2 separate regions of the Rattus norvegicus genome follow, and region 2 is linked to region 1. Evidence: chromatin contacts called from public Hi-C data. All regions are on one chromosome and are shown on one strand. Each heading gives the region's core, a stretch centred on a gene start, on an enhancer-like site or on the middle of the called end of the contact. The rest is flanking DNA. Distances are from core to core; before and after follow the strand shown.

The links. A called contact is a pair of places that touch in the nucleus more often than the background predicts.
Region 2: a contact with region 1 is called in a Hi-C map of frontal cortex, with 3 times the contacts expected there. The contact joins two enhancer-like sites. A contact is called at or near these places in 2 of 12 Hi-C or Micro-C datasets (Schwann cells and frontal cortex).

What each region holds. Positions count from the first base shown.
Region 1 is chr5:115,111,446-115,118,649 of GRCr8, reverse strand. No RefSeq gene overlaps it. Among named protein-coding and RNA genes, the nearest start is that of Jun, 100 kb to the right of the region's middle. Within about 2 kb of position 2,664, at least 88 of the 93 cell types and tissues checked have an H3K27ac peak or open chromatin away from gene starts, as enhancers often do.
Region 2 is chr5:115,717,947-115,725,150 of GRCr8, reverse strand. All of the region lies in intron 7 of Fggy (FGGY carbohydrate kinase domain containing), which reads right to left. It overlaps LOC103692418 (a long non-coding RNA gene), which reads left to right. Exons shown (of 10, transcript XR_010051926.1): 8 at 1-1,558; 9 at 1,635-1,702; 10 at 3,403-7,204. Among named protein-coding and RNA genes, the nearest start is that of Fggy, 210 kb to the right of the region's middle. Within about 2 kb of position 3,495, at least 21 of the 93 cell types and tissues checked have an H3K27ac peak or open chromatin away from gene starts, as enhancers often do.

The DNA of each region.
Region 1 (7,204 bases), core at 1,415-3,914:
TCTAAAGCTTGAAGTCCAACCCCATCCCAGTCAAAGTTGTACTGGAAACCTTTAACACACCACAGCTGGTCCAGGCTCATTGGAGAGAAGATACAAGCTTCTGTATTCTGAGCAACCTATCAAGAAGACTTGTTCTCCCTGTTGAAGAGTATATTATTGTCTTGTCTTCTTCCATGAGCTCTCATCCTGACCACAGCTGCCTGGGGCCCAAGTTGAAGACAAGAAACTAATGCAAAAATGGCAGCTTGGCCTTTCAGGCTATTCAGAATATTAATACCTGACAGGCTCGAGCGATAAGAGTCTCTGTGTTCTCAGATATCTCTGTGCTCAAAAGGATTCTTGCAGTTGGTTGAGCAGTTGTATCTGACAAATGAGTTGCAGGCTCGTTGGCTTCAGATCCTATTCCCTTGGGTGTAGAATAGGAGTCACAGAAGCCCCTTCTCTCAGGGGGAACAGGGCAATGACGATGCTTGGCCGGGTGCCACATATGACGATCTGTTCAGCAGCCACTGTAAACTACCATAGTTATTGAAAGCTAAGGAGAGCCAACGGCTGAGTTTTGTGCTTCCTCTTCCTTCTGTATGTGACCCTCAACTGGGAATTTAGGACAATACAAGTCCCACAGACAAATGACTGACTGCTCCAGTCGGGAAGATGAATCCTAAAAGGTGAAGAGACAAGGCCAAGACCACACATGAAGATTCAGGCAGACCTGGGTTGGAGCCATCCCCTCCGAGGCCTAGCCATGCTTTTAATTCTACCATTGGCACTGTTCCTCTCTTTCTGTCCCCAAGTAACACCCAAGATCTCAGCCTGTCCTCATTCACTGAGCCTCTGACAGTGGTAAGTTCAGAGCACGGACTGCCCATCTACCCTGCACTGATCGCAACTCTACAAGCTGACAGTGTTGCTGAAATCCACCTTCTGCATTAGGGAGATAAAGGGCAGAGAGGTAAAATCAGGAATCCCAGTCTTCCAATAAGTAAAGCTCGGATCTAAACCTGGGTGGTTGTGATCCTAAGGCTGAGGAAGGCACAGGCTCAGCTGTGGAGGGCTACTTAGGGGAGGCACAATACAGACAGAGATGTACAGCCTGGGCTTCAGGCAGTAGAAGGGTGGAGGTCATGGGGATGGATCAGAAAGTCTCCCGGAGCAGACAGTGGCCTTCTTCTGGCATCCAGACTTGACTCGGTTTTCTCCAGGTTGATGAGCATGGAGCAAGGGAAGGAAGAGAGACTACGAAAAGGAAAGGAGGTCTGAGGCAGACAGGTGTGAGGCTGCTGGGGTGGGATGTGGTCAGCTGAGGAGAGAGAGATCTGGGTATGTAACACTTAGGATAAAGAGGCAGGAGGATCATGAGTTCAGGTCTGGGAGTTGGAGGGATGACTCAGCAGATTCGAGTTCTTGCTGATCTCCCAGAGGACTTGTGTTCTCCTCCCAGCAACTAGCACAAGGCTACACATAACAGCCTTTAATTCCAGTTCATATCTTTAGAACTCCTTAGGCACCCACACACATGTAGACCATGCTTGCTCATTTATGCGCGTGTGTGTGTGACACACACACACAGAGAGAGAGAGAGAGAGAGAGAGAGAGAGAGAGAGAGAGAGAGAGACTGTTTTTTTTTAGGAGTTCAAGCTACTTGGGGAGTTAGAAACTAGTCTAGGCTATACAAGACCAAGCCTCAAAGAGAGAGAAATGAGATGTTGACCCAAGGTATGAGGTGAGCCAGTTACTTCTGGAAGCTGCAGGGTCCTCACCGGTACAGAGTGCATAATGCCTGCTTTACAAGTTTCTCTAAATACTAAATGAGATGCAGGAATATGTCCTGACTCGGTGCTATTCGTTATTCACCTCATAAAACTACTTCCCTCAATAAAAGTTTTTAAATGAGCATATTTTTACTTATGCTCCCAGGAGCACTAAGAATCTATCTCATGATTAGTCATACGCCATAACAATATAATTAATAATAATGTTAATTGCTGCTGATTGAAGGCACTAAGTGCTTAATATGTATAATCTATTATCTAATCTAACCCTCAGCACGTATCTAAAAGATAGGTATCATTACTCCCATTTTATGGGTGAGGATAATGAGACCGGGAAGTTAGGAAATGTGCGCAGGTCACCCGCTGGGATAGGTCTGGCCTTTCAGAAAAAAAAAAAAAAAAAAAATTGTGCATCCACCAAAAGGCCAAAGTGGGAAATGCCCTGCCTTTGGAGTTCATGTTGGTTTTGGCTTTCTCTCTCATTTCTTTTTCAGAAAGAAAGCAAACATTTTAAGTGTCCACCGAGGAAGAAGCAACCTTACAGATGAAGAAGAGGGGGTCCGAGCGCAGATGCCCCCAGCCCTTTCCTCCCCGCCACCCCCTACCCCCACCCCAGGACTACTGCTGTTCTGCGGAGGAGCCAGGTCCCTGCGCTGCCCCTTCCCACCGTGGGTGGCTCCCAGCGGCAGGGAATCACATTATCTGTTGGGAAGGCGTCCAGCACCCTCCTCCTGCCAGCCAGTGTTTGCTCAAGGCCTAGCTCTTCAGAAACTGAAACCGGCAGCCGGGGCTGCCAGCCTGAGGACGCCCGCGGGCGCTGCCCAGGCTTTACCTTCTATGGGGAGGCCCGCGGCGGGCGGAGCGAGCCGGCGCCGCTGACGTGGCCGCCCTGCCCTCGCCCAGGGCGCCCGCCTCCTCAGCGCCGGGTGTGGGAGCGCGGGGCCCGGAGAGCGCAGTGCGCGGGCGTGGGAGCGCAGGAGCGGCCGGCGTCTGGTGCGGGAGGCTGGGGTGCGGAAGCGCGGGCGGGGCTGGCGGTGGCGGCCGTGAGGGCTAGCAGTGGAGGGCAGGCGAGTAGGACGTGGGTCTTAGCGCTGGAAGAGCAGGAAGAAACTAATGTCTGGTCTTTATATTTGGTGACGTGGATCGAGCCTAGGACCCGAGAAGAGCTCAGAACATGGTGACAGTGTTACTGTCCTTGCCCATCCGATAGGGGAACAGTGTGCCCTGTGAGTTTATGAATTTTCTTCCTTCAGAATGTTTAGGTACAGACTGAAGGAGATCAGGAGATGTGAGAGGGTAAAGGCTGAGAATGGATAGGGACACAAATTTGCTGTCTCCCAACTGATGAGATGACCTCAGAAAGCAGTAGCTGGATTACAATCCAGAAGGCAAATTTAGGAAAGTACTTTGTAAACCACCGATTTAAGACAAAGGTCCCTTTCACCTTCAGAGTTCCTTCAGCCATGTCCTCTTACTTCACGATTCGAGCTACTTACCAAAGTAAATAAACCCACAATTCGCTTCCTAAATAATTAATCAAAACCCAGAAGTCACTCAACACGTTTTCAGTAAATATTCACTGGGAATGTCTAAGTACCAGTTGTGGCCTGGTGCTGTGCTGGATGCTCCGGGGTGGGGGTGGGGGTGGGGGTGGGGGTGGGGGTGGGGGTGGGGGTTGGGAGGATGGACAAAAGCTATGTATGTCCTCATGGAGTACCCAGACTGTTGGACACAGAAAGCGAACAACTTAGATATTGACATCCAACTAACAAAAGATACGATGTTTCTACAGTGGACAGATGTTTTCAGTCTAAAGTATATAAAGGTGGCCTGCCTTTCTCCACTGTGGCCTCTTAAGGAGAGAGAGAAAATCTTGGCTCTATATATGAGTGCACACACACACACACACACACACACACCACAGTATTAATTCTTTGATGGATCCAGCAAGTCCAAGTTCCTGCCGCATCATGAAAGCCTACAGAGAGACCCTGTGGCTTGACTCCTGTTTATGTGTCCCTCCTCATAAGAAACTCCTAACAGATGTCTTCAATTCAGTCCTTGGTGAGTGGCTAAGAGGATGGGCTTTGAAGCCAGGTGACAAGAGTTGACTTCAAGGCCTTTCTCAGCAGTCCTCTAACCATGGGCCAAGTACTTGACCTCTGTGTCCCTACATTCCTGTTCCGTAAAGTGTTCCGGGTAATGCCTAGTTCACAGAATTCTAGGCATTAGAGACAGTGCTTAAAGCAGGTGGCAGGCATTCGGTGTGTGCAGCAATGCTGTGGTGCTCTCTGCCTAGAGAAACCCTTCTCCCCCTTTCTCTGCTTGGATAGCATGTATTTATAGTCCAATGTCACCTCCTCTCTGGAACCTTCCTTGCTTTATTGGCAAGGTAATTGGATGCTTTGTCTTCTATGTTCCCAACTCTTTCATGGTACCTTAGAGGACTCTTCATGCTGCAATAAGGTTTTTTTTTAATGTTGTTTAAGTGTTTTCCTTCTTTATTTGACTACAAGTTCTTAAAGAATAGGGACTGTATACAGTTTACTTCATCTCTAAGAAACCAGGCAGTCCCCAGAACAGAGTGAGCACTTGACACCATCTTGAGTTAATGGGTGGACGGGTGAATGGATGGGTGGATTGATGATGATGGATGGGTGATAGGAGAAGAAATCCTCCCAGGATTGTACAATTTGAGGCCAGAGTCTGTGTTTAGTTTATGTGTCATTTGTCACATTTTTTAGTCTCTGGTTTGCCATCTGAATCTTGGAATAAAAGCACTATATATTTGGGGGTCAGAAGTCTAGGGGAAATATATACATGACAGCATACAGGCCAACACTCTCCAGAGTCGTACTTGGGCTCTAGTCCCAGCTCTACCCCCTGTTAACAGGATGATCTCTGGCCAGTTCCTCACCTTGCTAAAATGGAGAAGGCAGAACACACAAATGGGCTGTTCCAAAAAATCAAGAGATATTCTTTGTAAAAGCCTGGGGCACAGGGTATATATTGAGAAATAAAAATTACCTCCCTTCCACACCTACCCCCTTGTCTGTTCTCCAGACACACAAGCCTGGACGCCCAGTACCCAGGACAGCTGTTCAAATGCCATATCTTGCTCCAAGTGACTAATGCCACTTAAGCCACGGTTGGAAAACTGACTCCAGAACCAAGTTTAAACTTGAGTGCTGAGTTAGAAGCAGGGAATGTGGCTGACTGGCTGATTTAATTAATAAGGACACTTTTGAAAGAGAGCACTTTTAAAACCAACAAACATTCCAAGGAAATTGAAAGCAAGAGCTAATCCACGATTTCATGTGTGGGTTTCTCGTGTGACCGAGAGAGTCCTTACGTAAAAGAATGAATAATAAGTCATCCACAGCCACGTGAGTCTTTCTTAAACTCTAAGAGCAGTGGTTAGAGTCAGCTTTGGAATCAATTAGCCAGTTAATTGAGGCACAGTGTTGTAACAAGCCTTAACTGTCCTTCTGCTCTATTGTAATATATTCTAATAAACTATTCAAAATTCCCCAAGCTATGCTTATCAATTACTAAGCCAACAGCTATGGTAGAGAAAGGGCTAGAAGATAGCTCTCTACTGGACCTTGAATATTATTATCATATCACACATGAAACCCCCAATCATGCCCCACCTTCTTTGCTCTGATTTTGAACAGGCTGACATGGGGGCACTCAGGGCCTTGTGGACTGGGCTTGTCCATTGCCAGGGAACACGGGCAGCAGAACTCAAAGGGGAAACCTGAGAGTGCAGAAGCTTGGGCAGGACCCGAGAGACACTCTCCAAGAGGGTAGGAATCTTATTAGCAAAACCAAGGGCCCTGCCAAGGAGGGCATGTGTCTGAATACCCAAAGAAAATAGGATACAACTCACTTTAATGTCAGACCTCCCAATCTTGTGGGAGTGCTCGAATTTCTGCCTTTTTCTTCTTTAACTCCCCAGCCTGTTTCTTGACCAATGTCTGTTTCTGTAGCTCCCTCCTGAAAATTAGCTTAGAAGCCGCTGTCAGGGAGAGCCCGTTCCCCTCCTTTCCCCTGTAATGTTAATAGTACATAGTGTTCCACTGGGAGCTCGCTTCACGTTATTTAATGATTGCTTGCCAGCGTCCTTCATCTCCTTCAGCTTCCTCTTTTTCTACGTGTCCATGGAGAAGTAATTGGTCCATACTAAACCACAAGTGCTTGGAGAGTTGTATGTTAGATACAGACCGGTAAAAGCTTCCCCATCGTCCAGACAGCCAACATTCTCATAACCTCTAAGAAAAATTTTCAGGCCTGTGTACATTTTTCTCCCATCTCCCTTCAGCAAATAAGCATTTGCTTACTTTTTTCATTTTTCTGTAGATCAGCTTCCATTTTCTATAAGTGGAAATATGCCATATAGACACTTTGATGCTCTTCTTTCTCTGAGTACAGTTGTGTTGGCACGCCAGTGTGAACTTTCCACTTCTTTGGTCTCTGGATTTTCTTGGGGAGCAAGATCTGGGCCCACCTAGAACACAGACCAATGCTGAGGTAAGGCCTTCTGTGGGGAAGACTCTAATGGACAGGAAGAGGTTGGGATTTGCTGCCAGAATATATATGCTGCCATCCCAGACCCCATTGCTTGTAGCTGTGAATTCAGGAGTTATTCACTTGCTTTCAGACCCTCAATTTCCTCGACTGGGAATTGGGGCAATGATAAAGCTCTTTTCTCTGAGAGAGTTTATGAAACTCCACTGAGCCAGGAGATAAAGTGCTCTGTAAACTGTGAAAGGTCAACCCTGGGCAGGGATTAGGCCTGGATCAAGCCAACACCACACTGGGAATGCCCCAGCTCCCAGCGATATTTAAAGAAAGCCTTGTCATCCAGGGAAGCTGCACGTATTTGTCAATCCTTATAGAAGCAGCCAATAGGGGCTGTGCCTGGTGTCCTTTTAATCTTGGCCCCCATCTCTAAAATGTCAAGGATTCTTTTCCTTGGACCCTCCCCCACTGCCTCTGAGTGGACTGTGTTTGTTTACAAGGTCTCCCCCCTCCACCCCCAAGAACTCCAAGGACCAGACAATTCTGGCCTGGAGTACCTTGATAAGGCTGATAAGGTCAGTCTATCTGTTGCTTCGGACAGAGGAACAGAAAGAGGAAGTAAGCCTGTGGAGGGGTCTCAGTCTGTCAGGCCAGACTGTGGCTTCCTTTGGCCAGGACTTGGGACAATGATGAGTAGAAAAGTAAATATTTGTCTTCTCTTTAAAATCAATTTGACTTATGAAATCAACTCAACTCGAACGTGATCTTTTCTGTTCTCAAAAGAGACTTCTTCTCTGCCCTGGCTTAATAAAGAGAATCGTGTGACCCGCAGGGCCTGCAGACCCCGAGTCAAGGATTCATTCATTCAACCGTTCATTTTTTATCTGACCCTAGCAAAGTCACTGCCC
Region 2 (7,204 bases), core at 2,246-4,745, 610 kb before region 1:
ATACCTCCTCCCCACCCTGCTGCACTCGCCATCTCCCCTCCCTGTTTCCACCAGAATGTCCCTACTCCACCCACCCCACCACCCCACCATCCCACCAGACCTCAAAACTTCCTGGGGCCTCCAGTCTCCTGAGTGCGAGGTGCATCTCCTCTGACTGAAGAATTTACATTTTTCGATGTCCTGCTTCCTGGATTTAGCAATCCCTACTTGTAAGTCCGCAGAATCCTTGCATGATTGTCAATGGACTTTTGCTGGATGACGGGCAGACAGAGGGAAACACAATAGGTAGGATGCGTGCAGAAGAAGCATAGCCTTTGAAGCGTGAGATTTGAGAAGATACCGCGGCGGTAACAGCCTGACTATGTGCTGGTGACTGAGTGAGACTGTCTAGGAGGGGAGAAGGAGGTGCCCTAAGTAGTGAGGCCTGGGCACAATGGAAAGAAGTGCAAAGTGGGTGTGCATGGGAGAAGGCTGGGTCTCCCAGAAGCTTGATGTCAGGAGGGCAGATGCTGCAGAAAGCAGGCTGGTCCTGAACCGTCAATCTCCATGTCCAGTTTCCTTATCACTCAGCTACTTCTCTGAGGAGCTTACGTCTCAGAGTATTAAAAAGTACTGCATTGGTAGGAAGGAGTTTCCTGACGTCAGCCATCTCAGGAATGAGCTCTCCCTTGCTGGCAGAATCAACACTGAGTTCATGTTCCCAGGCCGGAAGCCACCTCCTGTCCTGCTGCTTCAGATGTTTTGTGTTGGTCTGCTAACCAGAGAAGGATGTAAAGAGAGAGGCCATTATTCCGTTATCTAAACTAAGGCACGGAAGTCATAATTGTGCTGTTGGTCTTGACTTAATTATTATTGTTGCAGCTTGATCATTCCTTTGTTCCCTTATCATTATAACATTGCAGCCACACACTGGGCAGAGACCTGGCTGCAAAAACTGAATCAAGGACCCTGAAACCAGGTGACACAGATGAGGACTAGCCACCAAGGTTAGGTTTCTTGCTTGAACCCTTGTGTCAAATATGGTCAGTTAATGGAAAAGCCCATCCATCCCCTAGCTTTGTGTTTCCATCATATAAAAATGTTGTACAATCTCCCTTTGAGGATGCTGTTCAGATCCCAAACTGGCCGCCTCCCCAAGCTCTCAGAAAATAAAGCTTTTATTTTTAAGCTTCCATATCTGAAAGGAGTTTTCTCGGCTTCCACTCCGAACCCAACAGCATTAGTAAAACCATATTTGGCTTACTTCTTGCTTCTGAAGAAATAAGCTGATTTGATAATGGGACATATTATCCTTGTGGATATTTTGAGACAGAGCAAGGCTTCTTAGCCTCACGGTTGGTGAAGTCTATGGCTGGGAAATCCTGCATTGGGTGGGTTGCACTGTGGCTGACAACATCTGTGGTTTCATTTTGCTACACACACCAGTGATAACTCTGCCTCCTTGGATGTTTCCAGATACTACTAAGTGGACCATGGGTGCCCAAAGTCAGCCCCTGTCAAAGATCTACCAGCCTAGAGAAAATGTGAGCTGCAGCCTCGAGCTCCAGTACAGTGCTGGGTAAGACACTAGCTAGGTGATTTTTGGAAGTCTTGCTTTGTGCTTTACACAAATCTAACTAATCTTTACCTAACAGAATTGCTGTGGAAAGGTGAAAAGCATGTGAAGTAACAACAGGCAGAGCCCTGGAGCCTTAGAAGACAGGTAGGAAATGGTCGTGCTCTAAGACCTGTTGTTCTTATTAAAGATGCCGATCTTATTGGTATGTTGTTAGAAAATATCATAACTAAAGTCTAAAACTGACTGAACAAATGCACTTTCCATGACATAATAACTGCATGGCCTGCTGGGAGCGCAGTTCTAGCCATCACTTGCCCAGGGATCCTTCTGTAATTTCCTTCTCAATTTTGAGAGCATTTCATGTTTTACCAAATCCTTCCACGCTTAGCACAAATAACTGTAATTACAGTACTTACTCGCCTGTTCACGAGGCTGCAATTTCCCAAAACTCTTCTGCTCTGTCACAGTCACCTCCTGTCTCCATCAGATAGTAAAGCTGCTTATCAGTGGGTACTCACTAAAAGGCTGTTCTCAAGATTCGTCACTTAGATATTCTAGGGAACAAACTCAAAAGTAGGGCTGCCACATAGAAACGGGCCGCTCATCCCATATCGCATGGTGATAAATGCACCATGGAATCTGACTAGACAGGCTCCATCACACGTCCCCACCTCACTACGTAGTTTGTGACAAAGTCAGGGAGTCACAGGAGCCACTGCTGTCTCACTTGACAAGTGCAAGGGAAGAGCAGGATGTGCAGAGCTTCGTTCTGAACTTCCTGTGAGGTAAAAAGTCAAGTCTGTTCTCGGGTCCATAACTCAACTCTGAGACTCAGGTGCTCCCATGGCCAAATGAGGGTTGACACATCTGCTCTGGTAAACTACAAAGCTGTTGTGAGGAGTGACTGAGCAGAAATGTGCTTCTCCACTCTAAAGTTTAGAAATAAATGTAACAGACCATTGCTAATAACAATGTTTGCTGTAAAAACACCTCGCCTCATAAACACACGTGCATATTAATTATAAGGAAATACTCCCTAAATCCCATTATTGAAATCTGCTGTTTCCCCATAGGGGAATATAGGAATATAGGAAAGGGTGAGATAAGTTAGTGGCACGGTTTGTCACTAAAAGAAACTTCTTTGTCCTAGCAAGGCAAGGACCAGAGGTTCTTTCCCTAAGATGGGCTAAATAAATTCTTCTGCCATTAGAAAAATAAACAAAAAGAAAGAAAATAGAAAATCCTTACTTTGTTTCAACACCACAGCTCAGAAGAGCAGTTAAAAGCAATGCAGCATCTGACAGCGAATGCAATGTTGAGAATCAAGGGATTATGATCAACCTAGCAAAATGTATGATTTTGACCAAGTCATGCTAACATGACTGTAAACAGAAACTATGGAGATTTTGAGACATTTAGGACTAGCTGAAGAATTGCTTGGACCTAATGCTTGCTGCTGAAGAAGGGAACCAAGCACAGCTACCATACAAGGACAGCTGCCTCCCAGCTGAAGTAAGTGCCCACGGGTAAGGGAATGCCATCCTTCCCTTCACCCAATCACTAACTGTGACAGCGGCTGCTCAGGATATGCTATGAGAACCCACACATAAGTAAATGAGATGACATCGACATACAGACCAGCGAATATAAGATACAGCACAAACACGGGCAAAGGAGGGCTTTGTTTAGCTTGGGAGTCAGGGAGTCAAGGAAGGCTTCTGTAAGAAGATGGCAGCATCTCCAAGCTTTGATGGATAGGCATAGGCAGAAGTTTGTCCGATAGACAAGATCCACTGAAAGGAGAGGGGGCCTGAGAGAAATATGAAGTTGTTATTTCCTTTCAGGACAGTTGGGGCGCTGGAGCCAAGAAGAGACCTGGAACAAAGTTAATGCTATTTTTACAAGCTAGAAAAATAGCAGCAGCAGGAGTCCTGGCCAGAACCACCCCCACAAAGTGCAAACAAAACTCCTCCTATCTGCTGCCTGTCTGCTGGAGAACTCACTAACCAGTCCCTTAAGAACAAAATGTTCTTTTATCTTTGATTTTTTCATTCCCACAAAGTCCTTCATCCTCTGTTTCCAGACTGGAAAACACATGAATTGAGTTGTGTTGCCCTTTGATCTTTATCTCGCCCTCCCAGGCTGTCTTTGGGAATGAGAGTCTATGGGGTATTTCTGCAGAGAGCTGATCCCTCCTCCTGATCAGAATATGGGGTCCATAGCTGGTCAAGTCAAGCCAGCATATGTCATCCTACAACTGTCAGGGAAACTTTCTGAGAGGCCTGCATGGCATCTCACTACAAAGGTGGGCCCTTACATTGACATTTGTGGTCTCAGCAACGGTTCTTATGGCTGTTTCTGATTGAAACCTATACAACTGAGAGTACTGATTTCCACATTCATTTAGAAGACATAAGAAAGACAAAATCAGGGCACCTGGCGAGACAGAGGGTGTCAGATCTTTGGATTCTTCTTTTCTGCCTGCCTATATACAGGGAAGTGGAAGTTCTGCTGAGAGATATTTCACCTGGAAATATCTCACCTGGAAGGGAACTTCATGGACAAATCAAAGGCCTTCATCCACTAAAGTCTTCCTTTGTAATATGCATTTTGGTTCTGGAGTGAGAAAACCAAAAAGAGAGGCTTCATTATTGGGTGCCTAATATGTGGCAACCACTATACCATTTGCTTTAAGGGGTATATGAATGTGTGTCTATGCGCATGCGTGTGCGTGATGTACATATCACTAGTTCTCACAGAAAAAAAAGAAAAAGAAAAAGAGCCATTGCTAACCTTTCCCATCAAAAACAAAAGCTTAAGAGGTAGCCCGTTTGTAGGCAGGACAAGAATTTAGTCTGATCAGAGACCTGCTATCTCAAGCCAGCTCTATAAAGCTTCATAAACACAGCAGGAAAGAACAATACAAGTCTCTCCCGAAGGAATGACACTTGTCTGGTTTGCTCACTGCTGATAATGTCCAGGTCCAGACCCAGAACAGACGGGTCTGCACAAGCTTGTTATGCATCTTTAGTTTATCTGTGGTCAAATGGTCTTCTCAGGTCTCTCATGCCTCTGTTCTGCTCTGCAATCCGACATGACAGATACAAGGTGATGAGGAGTAGAATTTTTGCATCCACCCTTTACCTTCCCTGCTACCCTAATCCTGAGATGGCTGCAAGGTGATGGAACAAGAGACTGGGAAAAAAAGCTATAAGGATAAAACCTAATCAGAACTATCAGTAATGAGAACCCCTTCACCCACCCTCCCCAGTCAGCACAGGCTTCAGTTCTGTCCTTTAAGAAACTAGGAATTTATTCTATCTTTGAACTTCACAAACTCACTTTCCATAGATGGGGAACTGATTAATGAATATGAGAGAACTTTAGCACAGAAGACATAAGCCAAAGATTCTAGAAGTACTATTTCTTTCAGTGAGCTCTGCATTTAGGCAATACATTGGGACTATCTAGGAGTTTCCCCTCTCTGACAGTACAGAGTGTCCTGGGCTGAAATAAGAAGGTGAGTTTTGACACGTCCTTAGAAGCTGACAAGGAAACCACAATGCCTGCAGCTCGCCACTGCAAGGTTCTCTTCCCTGAAGCAAGTAATAGCCACAGCCAAGTGTTTGTCACCTGGGTGAAGCAAATGGTTGAAACTGTCACCCCAGGGACAATTGCAAAAGAGGGTGAAGAAAGCTCCTGCCTGCCTCTGTGACCTACAACGTCAGAGTGACTGTGAGGCAGGAACACTCCATGTCTGTCCACACCTCCACTTCTGTCTGTGACGCTGCTTGAAAGCCCAACACATGACATTCTACTCAGAAGCACTGCTCATACTGGGAAATGCTGGAGAAAAACAACCTTGTCTGTGGTCAGAGCCACACCGTACATCACCCAACTATCCCATATGCAGTACTCGTGTGTATTCTGTCTCTGGACCAGAGCCTGAGAACAGAGAGATGAAGAGGGGAGGAGCCCTCAAGCTGATAAGTGCCACCCAATCCGAACATCAGGAAACAGACGACACTTCACTCTAAAGTTTAGTGTGACTTTACTCAACGCATTTCTTAGTCACCTGTAAAAACACAATACAAGGCTCACTCCTAGGAATATGATATGAATAATACGACGTCCTTATTCTCAAGGAGTTCACAGTCTGGTAGAGAAGAAATCAGATCAATCATACAGTTACAACACAACGTCATCATTTCTTTAAATAAATGACTGTGATGAAAGAAGCCCAATTAACAGAACATTTACATCTGACTGTTCCAGTGAACTCCCTGCGAAGGAGGACGCTTGTATAGACCTCAAATCGGAGAGCGTTACATACCTGGAAATGACTGTGGTTCGCGACACCCTCCCCCATTGACATAATGTTAAAAGGTGGGAACTGTCAATGGTGTTCAGTATGGTGGGGCTGGGTATTAATGAAGGGGGCTCTGAGTGAAAGCAGCCCATTCCACTGTGTGTTCCCTGTCTTTCCGCCTTTGAACAGAGACAAGCCTTTAGGAAATATCAGTGTCCTGACCTTTTATTTCCAGGCTACAAAACTCTAAAGTATAAATTTACACTCTGGGTGTCTGTGGCCTCAGGTATTCTGCTACAGCAGTGTAAAGTAGACTGAGACTTTAATAGTCATTTCTAGGCAGAGAACATATGTACCAAGACAGAGATATAATGGAATGAGATCTGGAAACACAGTATATGTAAGTCCTTGAAAGAGTCAGCTCTTCATTCTAAGGCACAGGCTTCCAACCTTCCTAATGCTTGAAACTTAATATTAAGTTCCCCCAGCAATTAAATTATTTTCATTTCTACTTTGTAACTGTAGTTTTGATACTGTTATGAATCAGAATGTAAATATCTGTGTTTTCCAATGGTCTTCAGCAGCTCTGTGAAAGGGTCGTTTAATCCCCCAAAGGGGTCATGACCTACAAATTGAGAATCACTTTCTCTAAAGTAAAGTGTGAACAAGTAATTAAGTTTTGGACTCTTCCTGGGCCACCTGACTGGCTAAACTCTTGCCTCATTTCTCCAAACAGCTAAAACTACAGGTACATGTCACCGCACATGCCTGAAGTTTTATGATGATAATGCATTATCAGACTTTCACTTTGGCCTGGTAAATGCATACATACACTCACAAATGGAAACACGGGTCTGCACCACAGTATTTATTTACCTTCACCATGGGAGACATAGTCTGCTGAGTTCTGACTTGCTCTGGTCTACTTTATACCATTCTATTCTGCAAATTCAAAGTCATGTATTAACATTTGTGTTGGTATATTTGCCTTATGAATTACAAGCCCTAATTTGAAACAAATGTTCTTGTACTAAAGGTTAGGGAAAATATATGACCATAGTAAAATTGAGAAATTCTGAGTATTATAGTATCCAAAAAAGAAAACAGAAGGAGTAGAGATGAGAACACAGTCTCCACATGTAACAATAACTCTTTGCTTCACTGTATTTTTCCTACTAAAAATTGGGGGGGGGGATTTTGGTTTTGTTTTATTTCATCCAGTTAGATAGTGTTAAGGTGTTAAGAACTGAATCCCATACCCTACCCACACTAGACAAATGCTTTACCATTGAGCTCCCACACCAGTCGCGGGCTTTGTTTCACATCCCTTATCCCTA